Linked DNA regions of Mus musculus: region 1 is linked to region 2. Evidence: chromatin contacts called from public promoter capture Hi-C data. All regions are on one chromosome and are shown on one strand. Each heading gives the region's core, a stretch centred on a gene start, on an enhancer-like site or on the middle of the called end of the contact. The rest is flanking DNA. Distances are from core to core; before and after follow the strand shown.

The links. Capture Hi-C pulls out chosen DNA fragments and counts their contacts.
Region 1: a promoter capture Hi-C map of liver shows a contact between it and region 2. The contact joins two enhancer-like sites. A contact is called at or near these places in 1 of 484 Hi-C or Micro-C datasets (granulocyte-monocyte progenitors) and 1 of 9 other capture datasets (liver).

The regions. Positions count from the first base shown.
Region 1 is chr14:21,786,770-21,792,798 of GRCm38.p6, reverse strand. It overlaps Samd8 (sterile alpha motif domain containing 8), which reads right to left. Exons shown (of 6, transcript NM_026283.3): 5 at 245-395. Among named protein-coding and RNA genes, the nearest start is that of Gm23502, 23 kb to the left of the region's middle. Within about 2 kb of position 2,013, at least 11 of the 459 cell types and tissues checked have an H3K27ac peak or open chromatin away from gene starts, as enhancers often do. A contact at or near this core is called in liver, where this site is marked.
Region 2 is chr14:21,521,125-21,527,552 of GRCm38.p6, reverse strand. The region is part of intron 2 of Kat6b (K(lysine) acetyltransferase 6B); the gene reads right to left. Among named protein-coding and RNA genes, the nearest start is that of Kat6b, 25 kb to the right of the region's middle. Within about 2 kb of position 3,617, at least 137 of the 459 cell types and tissues checked have an H3K27ac peak or open chromatin away from gene starts, as enhancers often do. A contact at or near this core is called in liver, where this site is marked.

The DNA.
Region 1 (6,029 bases), core at 764-3,263, 270 kb before region 2:
GGCCCAGGCTGCTGACCTGGATGTGTAGCTGAGGATGAACTTGAACTAGGATCTACAGGCATCTGCCGTCACACCTAGCTTTATGTGGTGCTGGGGATCAAACCTGGGGCTTCACATGTGGCAGGCAAGCACTCCAGACTGAGTTGCATTCCACCCCAGCCGCCTATTCTTTCTCACTTCCTCCCTAGTTCCTTCTCTGCAACAAGCTATCTAATATGCATAGGAGCATTAAAGATATACTTACACTCTGTGACAAAGAAATTCAGCATGGTTAGAACAACTGTGTGGCCACTGAACATGTAGTCTCCACAAGTGTGGACGCCAGTCAGAGTCATTCCAAAGCCGCTCCAGATGGCAAATGCCCGTCGTAGTTTCTCCCACACACTTCCATATATCTACAAAGAACGCTGTGAGTTAGTTCTTCAAATGCTTACTGAGGCTCAGAGCTTGCCCAAATCCATTTCAGGCAATTCATGATTCAGAAATAAGAGCATCCAGGTAAAGGCAACTGGTCTAACTCAGCTAATTCAAGGTGGGCCCAGAGAATTACCAGAGCTTGACTGTACTTAGAAAATGCTAATTAAATGAAATCATCCTAATTCAAACTCCTTTACAGTAGTTCCTTTAAAGTAAAAAGGTCAAGGCAGGCGTACAGCGTATGTTCATATACCAACACCTCAGAGGCAGAGGCCAGTATATCTATCTTTGTGAGCTTGAGGTCAGCCTGGTCTACATATCGACAACCAGGGCAACCAGGGTTGCACAGAGAGACCGCATCTCAAGATAATAACAAAAGCAAAAAGTGCAAAGTCAATGCCAAGAATGACGGCACATGTTCAGAATCTCAAGGCTTCACATGTTCAGAGTCAGATGCAGAGGAGCAGGAGTCCAAGGCTAGTCTTGGTCACAGAGGACAGCCCAGGTTATGTGAAATTTTATCTTAAACCAACAAGCAGCCAGGCAGTGGTGGTGTACCCCTTTAATCCAAGCACTTGGGCGGCAGAGGCAGTCACAGATCTCTGAGTTCAAAGCCAATCAGATATATAGAGCAAGTTCCAAAACAGTCACAGCTACTCAGAAAAACCCTGCCTCACATAGTCACTGTAAATTAAGAACATCCCCAGTGTTAAGACCTAGGTAAAATGTTAAGGCCTAGGTTGTCTGTATAGCAGCCATTTTGTGCTGTTACTGTTGTAAGGAAACTTTGTCATGTGCTGTTACTAGGACCCTTTCTCATTCCTGAACTGACTACATATTCTGTTACCTTCTGCGCTTTGATGCTCCTGGAACCTAATCACAATAGAGACCAGTTAGAACTCCCTTGTTTACTTAGTCACAATAAGCTTGGACCCGAACCAACAACCCGGCAACACTTACTGCATCTAGGTATGAACTGTTTTGTTTCTTGCCTTTATAAGCTAACCCTGGGATGGACCCCAACATAAGAACGACACCTGCACCAATACAAGAAACCATTTGGAGTAAAACTTCCATTTTGAGTAGGAGGTTGAATGAATCCTAGACAAGGCAAGTCCCCTGCCACAGTGGACACCCCAACCAATGAGGACAGGATAAGTGTACTACAAAGACGTTGTTCCTATGGAAGTCCCTATCCCTCAATCCTGACTGGCAGAATAACTTAGCACAGATGTTCGTATCTCAGGCTTAAAAGCTCTATAGGAGTCTAGCTGGGCACCACAGTTCAGCTTCTGAGTCTGTACTGTGTCCCTGATGGTTCAGTCTTAGGGTGTGTGTTCAATAAACCAGCCCTGTTTGACAGACGTCCGTGTCTGAGTAGTTTGTGCAACAACTTCCAGTCCCTAACAACTACATTTTGCTTTATTTACTTACTTTTCTCCCATAATGTCCGTGTTTAAATCTCTATTAAAATATTTTAATAAGCTCTAACGTTCTTTAAAAAAAGAAAAATATTAAAAAGAAGCAGCAAGGAAATGAACTATGCTGTAACTTCCAGGCTGTCATTTATTAACTATTCTCCCTGTCCTCACTGTCACAGAAACTCAGACACTGGCGAGGCCATGAACTCAACCAGATCTTAGCCCTCCAGGCCTTCCCTATAGCTACAGGGAGCCATGTTCTGTACAATAAGTTGTACGCAAAAATGTGAAAGCTCTATAGGATGGCTACTAGAGGAGCTCTTTTCTACCACCCCATTTGCCTTCTACTGACTACCCAAACATAGCAACTGACGCTCCAGCAGCCATGGAGGACCACAATCTGGCTTTGAGATGCAAGTCTCAGGTAGGATAGAAGAGGAAGACCAGAGGGTTACAGATGTTTCATAAGTCAATCATACCAGAACATTTGTGTGTGTGGGGGGGGTGAGGGGTGAGGGGGGGTGAGGGGGGGGTGGGGGAGCGGTTAAAAAGGAGAGATATTTTGAGACAGGGTTTCTCTGTGTAGCTCTAGCTGTCCTGGAACTTGCTCTGTAGACCAGGCTGACCTCAAACACAAGAGATATGTTTGCCTCTGCCTCTGAGTTCTGGGATTAAAGGTGTGCACCACCACCACTGGGCTGGATAGTATCTTAACAGGGGACAAACAAGTAATGCTAGTCCCAAATAATTACCACTCAGTAATTCAAGCCTTTTCATTTTTTCCCACTCTGCATTTCTCATACATCCTTCTAGAAACAGAACTGAAATAGAAAAGAATGAATAGGAAGCTGTCTAGATACAATATGCAAATTAGCTTTGTGTTGCTAAGTTTTAAAAATAGGCATGTTCTTAGTTCTGTCTTGGTTCCATGATTTTAAGCCATTAATTTATCACAATGAAATGCCTCTGGATGGTCTCAATGTAAGGGATTTGACATCTGGCTTTTATCCCATAATGCTCTACTTTTTATGATTGCTATAAATAATGTAGGTCAATAGGCAGGTTACATTATACTTTAAAACAATTAGCAGCATTTAGGGCAGATTTAGATGGAAATATCCATACGTTAACTAATTAATAAAAAGTCACTGGAGACTGAAAGAAAGCTGTCCAAACAGAAGCGTGACATCTAATTTGTTCTAATAGCATAAGATAAGTTTCTTTGCACAAAGATCCAGCTTTCTCTTAAGTGGCTATTCTGATAAACCTCCTTAGGTTTATCAGGAAATTCTTATCCATATAACAGGAAAGCAAAATGTTCCACCTCAAATACATTCCTTTCAGATCTGGATCTGGTTATTCATAAAACTGCACTGGGTAATAGGTTTAAAAATCTCTCCTTGAAGCCGGGCAGTGGTGGCGCACGCCTTTAATCCCAGCACTTGGGAGGCAGAGGCAGGCAGATTTCTGAGTTGAAGGCCAGCCTGGTCTACAGAGCGAGTTCCAGGACAGCCAGGGCTACACAGAGAAACCCTGTCTCAAACAAAACAAACAAACAAAAACAAAACAAAACAATTCTCCTTGAATAAAAAGCAGTATCTATCTATATTAGTTTAAGCAGCAGATGCAAACACAAAAGTGTGGGGAACCTCCAGATCTGCCTAGGAAAGACCTTGTGCAGAAGGCAGACATTGTGGGTCTGACACCTTCCAGTCCAGGCACAGACGGCCCATGTGTCCACATGCTGCTACCTGGAAAATCTTGTCAGGACAATAACACTGTCACTAGTGACCAAGCAGTTCCTTTCCTGATCTTGCCAAGGTTGGTATTACCACTTCAAAAGCCCCACGCATTGTTCCTTTACATAGGAAAGACATGAAGTTTATGTCAACATGTTGGCAGAGGCTCCTAACTTTGTACATAGCTCTGGAGTATTATTAAATTTATGTGCCCTTTCTTTTGTTAGTCATCGAGACTAAAACTGTCAAACTTTCAGAGGGGAAACACAACTTCATTACAGTTTGTTTACAGTTTCGTTTGAATTTCCTAATCAGTTAGCATACTATTGGGGGAAAATGTTTTTACCCTCACTTCAGACCATGTACAGAAACAATTGGGGGAGATTAGAGTCTATATAAAAATGAAGACCATGGGCTGGTGAGATGGCTCAGGGGGTAAGAGCACCCGACTGCTCTTCCAAAGGTCCGAAGTTCAAATCCCAGCAACCACATGGTGGCTCACAACCACCTGTAACAGAGATCTGATGCCCTCTTCTGGTGCGTCTGAAGACAGCTACAGTGTACTTACATATAATAAATAAATAAATCTTAAAAAAAAAAAAATGAAGACCATAAACCGTTAGCTACTCTTTCCTAGCTGGCAATGAGTACGACGGATAGACACTAAGCAGTGTGGGTGCAAAAGGGAACCAAGTGGCTGCTGCTAAGGATGCAGGGGAGCTCTCCATCCTCAGTCATCCCCATCTCCACTGCCATCGAGGTTCCAAGTGCTGTGACAGTCAGTGCAGTGGACTCTGGATCACGTACTTGTTCTAAAACAGTCAGAGGACTCTTGGTGAGTCAAGGACTCCTTAGCTGTCACAAGGAGGCCCAAAGCAGAAGAAAAGCCTGGCATGCCTGCCTTCTCTGCATATTCATCTCATTTACTGTGGGCGAGTCACATGCCTAACTTCTCAAAGGCATATTAACCACGGCTTCTACTCAACGCAATTCAGCTCTCTTCAAGGCTGAGATGAAGGTACAATGAAACACAAGGATGAAAACTGAGGCACCTATTGTCAGCTGTCCCAGTGTCCCTTCCAAACTTATTGTCCTAAACTTGAAGTGATGCTGGAGCCTCACAGGCAGGTTACCCCATCGTGAAATCACAAGCAAGAGCAATCATGTTATGAGAGCTGGCTTATCTCCTCAAGCAATAACAAGGACTGAGGTAATCACCAACCAGACCACACTTAGACCAAGGCAGCCTTACTATGTGTACTTCTCATGATTACCTCAAATTTTTCTCTATTTAAACCTAAAGTTCAATTGGTACCCTAAGACGGCAGTTGGTGATGGTGGTGGGTTTGTCACTGGATCCCGGTGTCTGTTCCTCTTCCCAAAGTGGCTGCAAAGACTGTCTTGCAGCAAGTACCCCTGTCCCTTTAAGTGGTACACTGAATGGGTGGGTGGCTCAGCTTAGCCTGCTGGACTGGGAGGTTGGTCAGTACCAAACCTCGGAGGTTAAGAATATATATTGTTCTTTTCCAGGACCCCAGTGAGTGCCTAGCCCTCATCAAGGATGGCTCACAACTGCGTCTGACTCTAGCTCCAAGGAATGCATCACCTCTGGTCTTTGTGGGCACTCAAACACGTGTGCATATCCAGACAGAGACACATACACACAATGTTAAAAATTAGTCTTTAAAACTTAAACCAGGCATGACAGTGCACAGCTTTACTCTCAGCACTCAGGAGGCAGAGGCAAGAGGCAGGAGGCTTTCTCAAGGGCAGTTTAATCTAAAAACCAAAGTTTTAGAACAGCCAGGGGTAGACATTGAGAAACTCTGTCTTAAAAAACAAAACAAAACAAAACAAAACAAACAAACAAAACCAAAAATGAAACACAACAACAACAAAACTCAACCAACCAAAAAAAAAAAAAAACAAAAAAACAAAAAAAAAAACCTTTGATAATCATTTAAGGCTATAAATCAAAGAAATAATTGTTTTAAAGACAAAGATAGCCATGAACACAGCTAATAAATTGGGTCAGTAATACAGGAGACACTCATGGTAGTGCCCTACAGTCTACTTTAAAGGAATGTATTTAAAGTAGCCGGGGGGGGGGGTAAAGTTATTAATACAACTAAATTAAAGTTATATCTTTTTTGTTAATGTAATTTCTAAAACAAAGTCGATTTTCTCAATTGCTTAAAAGGAGATTACAGAGAGCAGTAACCAGGAATGTTTGGAGAAGCTTACAGATCTGTCTGCGTACAAAGCCAAGTAATATAGGGAAGGAACGTCACTCTGATGATGTGTTTTCAGCAGGGTCTCCTATCTCAGGCTGACTGGGCCTCACTATGTGCTCCGGCTGGCCTCAAACCTGCCAATCTCTTGCCACAGCCTCCTTTGTGCTGGGATTACAGGCAGGAGTTGGCATGCCTAGTTCCTGGTGACTGTTTTTCAT
Region 2 (6,428 bases), core at 2,368-4,867:
CTGCTCATGTGAAAACCTGAGTTTGATCCCTGGATTTCACCATGCAGAGAACCAAGCTATTCTTCGATTTATGTGCATGCCACACTTACACGTGCACAATAATTAAAATCTTTTGTTTCTAAAATTCATTTTTTATATGTAAGTGTTTACTGTGGAATGTGAGGGTCACACTGGGGCGTGTGTGGAGGTGAGAGGACAGCAGGCAGCAATCAGCCCCTTCCTACCCTGTGAGCTCCCGGGATTGAACTCCAGTCATGAGGCTCGGAGGCAAGTGCCTTCACATACTGAGACACGTCACTGGACTGTGATCTGTTTTTTTTTTTAATGTACTCTGTGGGCATTTAGCTTAAAAAAAATCTTTCTCTACAACTTTAAACGTGTTTCTCAAAAAATATTTTTTAAAGATTTATTTTATGTATATGGGTACACTGTAGCTGTCTTCAGACACACCAGAAGAAGCCTTTAGATTCCATTACAGGTGGTTGTGAGCCACCATGTGCTTGCTGGGAATTGAACTCAGGATCTCTGAAAGAGCAGTCAGTGCTCTTAACCCGCTGAGCCATTTCTCCAGCCCTCAGAAAATATTGTAAATCACAATCTAAGTCATGCCTTTAACATGAATACAACCTATCTCAAAAAAAAAAAAAAAAAAAAAATCTAAACATGAGGACCTGAGTTTCCAGAACCAGAGGTAAAAACCCAGAAGCAGGATCTAGCACAAGTGTACTCTCCGGATGCCAAAAGCTAAGATAGGAAAGAGTGTGAGTTCGAGGCCAGCCTAGGCTGCTACAGGTTCCTGGCCAGCCTAAATTTGCAGAGTAAGACACTGTCTCAAACCCTACTCCAGCCCCACAAACTTTCTAAACTATCCTGGTAAATTCATTTGTTAGTAAAGGGACACCGTCAAGCAGAGACAAAAGGCAGGCCCTGCTCCCCACCCTTAGAAATAATCAGGTCCTAGAACTCAGACAAGCAGACTCTAACCTGTGGCCAGCATCACATCCACAGAATGACCCATTCTCCCATAAGCATACACTGACTTATTATAAAATCTGAGTTGGGTAAAGCACTGTGCACCAAGGCAACACACGATGGCCACTCCCCCCCCAACCCCCCCAGCATCCTTACTTAAGGCCCAGGGCCTGTTTCATCTTTGTCCATGTAGTAACCTGGCAAATAGGAAAAAGGACTTACGTACTTTGTTTTGGTTTTTAATTTTTAAAGGAGTAGGTTTTATCTCTTCATTGTTTTGCTTTGCTTTTTGAGACAGGGTCTCAAGTATAGAGCCCAAGCTGGCCCTGAATTTGAATAAATCAGGCTTTGGCCTCCTGACAGCTGGGATTATAGTTATGCCCCGCCACTCCCAGGTAAGGAGGCTGGTTTGAAAAGTTAACTAATATTGACCATCTACACCAAAAGTAATCTATGCATCCTTTGAAGCCAGGCACCTATAGAGGAATGATCAGAGATGCCGCATTGCTGGTATTAAAGACAGGACAGGAACCAAGGGCAAACCAAGCAAACAGCCTAGGAGCTGGGAACAGAAGCGAGGAAACGAGGCTCAGCTAGAAAGTCATGCTGCTGTCATCCTCTACCGTGGTAAGAACTGTGTTAGACTTCCTAACCACAGAACCAAAGAATGACTGCAAGGCTTTAAATGCTAAGTGGATGTGAACAAAGCAGCAATGGAAAATTCAAACACACTGAACCAAAGGTTAGTCACATGGCCTCAAGCCTGCACTGAGCACTTACTAGTCACAAAGGGGAGAAGGGCTTCGTCTACAAAGGAAGATCTGGAAGCTGAAAATGTACCTCTGTGGTGTAAGGCTTGTATAGCATTCAGGAAGCCCTGTGTCCAAATCTCCAGGGAAAGTATCAGCTCCAGATATCCTACAGGACAACTCTTCAAAACTGGCAATGTCTCCAGAAATAGCAAAAAGGTTGTTCTCTGCTAAGAGTCATTATGACCAAATGCCACTTGTGAACTTTGCTGAGTCCTAAATCAAGTTATAAATAACATTAAGACTCGTTTGAGAAAATACAACTCTTGGTAAACCCTCTGGCTTCACTTTTGAAGTGTTTACGTGAGTGATGGTGCTGATCTATACAGGAGGTCGTTTTCTTTTTCTTTTTTTTTTAAAGATTTATTTATTTAATATATATAAGTACACTGTAGCTGTCTTCAGACACTCCAGAAGAGGGAGTCAGATCTTGTTACAGATGGTTGTGAGCCACCATGTGGTTGCTGGGATTTGAACTCAGGACCTCTGGAAGAGCAGTCGGTGCTCTTAACCACTGAGCCATCTCTCCAGCCCAGGAGGTCGTTTTCATTCCTCGCTAAATATTTAAGAATGTAACATAATGATGTCTGCCATTTATATTCCAATAATTCATCCAAACTTATCTTCTGTTTGACTTCTTTGTTATTGTTTTGTCTTAAAACAGAGTCTTTCTCTATAAAACTCTGCAGTCCTGAACTCATGTCTGTAAATCAGGCTGGCCTTGAAGGCAGATCCACCCTCCTCTGCCTCCCAAGTACCAGAAATTAAGGGTTTGAGCTACCAAACTAAGCTCAAAAATTATACATATACACATTCATTTATTCATTTTCTCTTTCTTTCTAGAAGAGAAAGAAAAGGTATAGTACTAACAGTTGTTGAAAGAATGTGGCATGTATCATTCAGACAGTACAACTTTTTAAATTACAAAGGTAAGGAAGAAGGCGTGCCCTGGATCCCTCCACTACCCACCTTTCTTCCCAGGTCCCTTACATACTGCCCAGGGTGCAATGAACAGCTGGTGTTCTTCAGCTGGCCTCCACACTTCCACAAGCACATACTATTTGCTGCGGGTTTACTCACAATTCAAGCTCAATAGCTAAAATCTGATTTTGTTATAAGAGAGAAACACATGACTAAAATTCCAGAAAAACAGGTCAACCATGAGGACAGAGTCATCTTTGACGACCTTATTACAGGGATTAGTTTGTGCCTTCTTCTCTTCTGCCATTTCTCTTGTTCCATATAATCTTTACATTCTTATTTTGAGCTTCATCCTTTCTATTTATGCCTGGAGAGAGAGTCACAAGCACGGCAGGAAACTGGACAAAAAACAGGACTGGTGGCATCAGGAGCTACTACAGAAACCACACCGCCTTTGGCTCCCAGCCCTAGTACTGGGAAGATCACAGGCAGCCTGGACCCAGGCTCTCCTCCTTCTCCCTGCACTCCATATGGCAGCTGTCTGACATCAAAGAAGGTGGGAGAGATTCTCTACATTCTCCAGACTGTTCCCACTCCTTCCCTTGAATTGTGGAAGAATCCATGATGTCTCAATCAGCCCTTCCGCAATCCCTCCTTTCCTGAATGCTAAGAATGCTTAACCCCAAGTGAAGGGCTGCAGAGCAGAGGAGCAGCAGCAAGGAGGACTAACAGCAGGCCTCCCCGAGGAGGGAGAACACCAGCTAAATGTCACATGCCTTCCAGAATAGCACCAAGGAATAAAAACTGAACTTGTAAATGAAATTAGGTTGCTCTTTTGAACTGCCAGTCTAGCTAGACAGGAAAAGGCCCAGCATGGTTTCTATGAGTGCCTATGCTGTTCTTAATAGGGAGGACACAATCAAGCCAAAGCAAACATCTGTTAACCAGTCAAGTCTGTTAATGAAACAATACTGCAGCTGGTTTATCAAAGATCAAAAGTGGAGCAAATTAGGAAAGGGATGTTTGAACAAAGATGGTTTCTGAAGAATAGCAGCTCAAGAATTTTAAACCCACTTGTCAAATTAACACAGTTCCCTCCTGGATCCCCTCGGAGCACTGATCAGGGTTTGCCCTGACCTCTGTAGAGACCAGCTTCGGTTTAATCCAACGTTGTTTCATCTAATACTTCTTTCTGTCTCATTCCACACTCTCAAAAACATAACCTTTCATAAACAAAATACAATGTACGCTGTGCACTACATCACAGCCTACTAATTACGATGTTTACTTTTATAAAGATCAACAACAATAGGCAGTTTCCCAGTCCTGGCAACTTCGCAGCAAAGTGTTTCCTACCCACGCAGAAGCATCAGTGCACGGCAAGGCCACCCCTTCCTCTGAGGCACATGGACCAACTTCCTGCCACTGCCTGGAAGCAGCAAGAGCACCCACATGCAAACACGCACGCACTTTCCTCCCGGTCTTGCAGACAGAGTGCCATCAGCAGATTACATGGCTGGCTCATTTGCTAACTCTTATCTGGTAAGCTAATTGCTGTTTATGTGAAATATTAATGGATAGGAGAGATGAAAGGCCCGAGAAGATTTCAGATTCCTATTTTAAATCTTGGTGTGACTGGAAAACAATTTTACCAAATCTACTCTAGTTTAATGTTCAAGACTTAAAAAATGAAGCATAGAAACACAACAAAATCATGGATTTTTACAAGCAAAATTGTCATCTCAATGATAAAAACAATTATATCTCCCATGTGTTAGTGATAACATACAAAGATAAAATAGATTTAAAAAAAAAACACAACAACTCAGACTTCCATTTTGAGAACATTTAAAGTGTATCATCTGCTGAAGTCTGGAGGAAAAAAATAAAAATAAAATCTTTGCCATTCAAGATAAAATCAGAATAAATCAGCAAACAACACATAACTGTTAAAATAACCTCAAAGCTAAAAATACTGACTTTCTTGGTACTAAAAGTATCACAGCGTAGGAACAAGGCTCCGTAGGAGTTTTTGCCTAATGAGCATAAGGTCTTCTATTCTATTCCCAGCAACACACACGCGCGCAGTTATAAAGTCATGTAGGTACAGAGAGTACAAGTATCAATTCCTCAAAGTTGGTGCTCCTCAGGACAGGATTAGTGTTGTGGGAAAGGCATCAAAAACATCAAGCACACCTAAGATCTAAAGAGTTACAGGAATGTCCACCACGCCCTCTACAATCAAACCTTCCGACACGACGCTGTTGCTCTCCAGAAGCTACTTCAAGAAGCCTAGACAAGTTCTATCTTGATAACAGTTCAAAAGTAGAACAAGCTGCCATGCTTCAAGTGCAATAGAAAGACCCAGTCACTCACTTCATCTTCCGCTTGACCTGGCTGCCTAGCTGGAGAAGTCCAAGAGCTCCGCGGTGACTGGACCGGTACTGCCCAACGGCAAAGGCTGCCCTGGCGCACTGCACCCTTCTAAAGAACTTCTCGAGCTTAATTACAGGAACAACAGGATCCACAAGCTTGCTTCCCTGACCTTGGAACTGTGAGCATTGATCCACCTGATCTTTTACACTGTAATAGGTTTCACCATTCTAAAACCGACTTTTTATCCATGTCAATGCCAAAATTCAGAGAATTTTGAAAAGCATATTTCATAATATTTAAGGCTGTATATTCAACTTCCAGTTGGATACATATAGCTAAATATTCTTTGAGAACAACGAGTCTTTGATACAAAGCACATGAACTGAAGTCAACATAAAAAGACACTGACTGGGACTCTAATTGAGACCCTTCACAAAGTACCAACTAAAAAATTCCCAGAGGCAAGATGAGGGATAAGGGGTTAGAGAAAAGAAAGCAGCAAAAACAATGTAAAATGTAAAATCTGTGGTCTGGTGACTGAATCTGACATAGGATGGGACTGTGTCTCTTTTCTTTTCTCTTTCTTTCTTTCTTTCTTTCTTTCTTTCTTTCTTTCTTTCTTTCTTTCTTTCTTTTTTTGAGACAAGTTTTCTCTGTGTAGCCCTGGCTGTCCTGGAACTCACTCTGTAGACCAGGCTGGCCTCAAATTCAGAAATCCACCTGCCTCTGCCTTCCCAGTGCTGGGATTAAAGGCGTGGCCACCATGCCCGGTGGGACTGTCTCTCTGCACAGGAATCCTTCACAAGGTCACACCGCCCTGCCCACAGTGCCCAAACACATTTCGGGGGGGGGGGGGGGGGGGGCATGACAGTGTCACATGATCTTAGCACTTGGGAGGCTGAGGCAGAAGAATTAGGCCAGCCTGGGCTACATAATATATCTGGAGTTCCCCTACTTTACAGTGCACTGGAAATACACAAAGATTTGACCTTCAATAAATTTTAGGATGATACTCTCAACAAAGTGAAATACTAAGGAATCTGCTTAAAATTGAACTAAACTGACTTTATAAAAATGCTAAAGCCCAGATGTGCAAATGGAATCTTACTGCTACAAAGTGTGATAACTGAAGTCTCTCAGAATATTTGACTTTCCAAAGTCCTCATAATCTGACCTAATTGAGCTTTACCACTTTTAATGAGAAACATTAATACTATCCTTTAGGAGTTCCCGTGCCCAGTCAAAGATAAAGTTTTATCTTCAGTGGTTTAATTCATTTTCCTATCATCTCAGCAGAGAAAGGTTTCTTAAATAAATATCAAGACTTTCATGCTAAGAAGGGAGAATAGT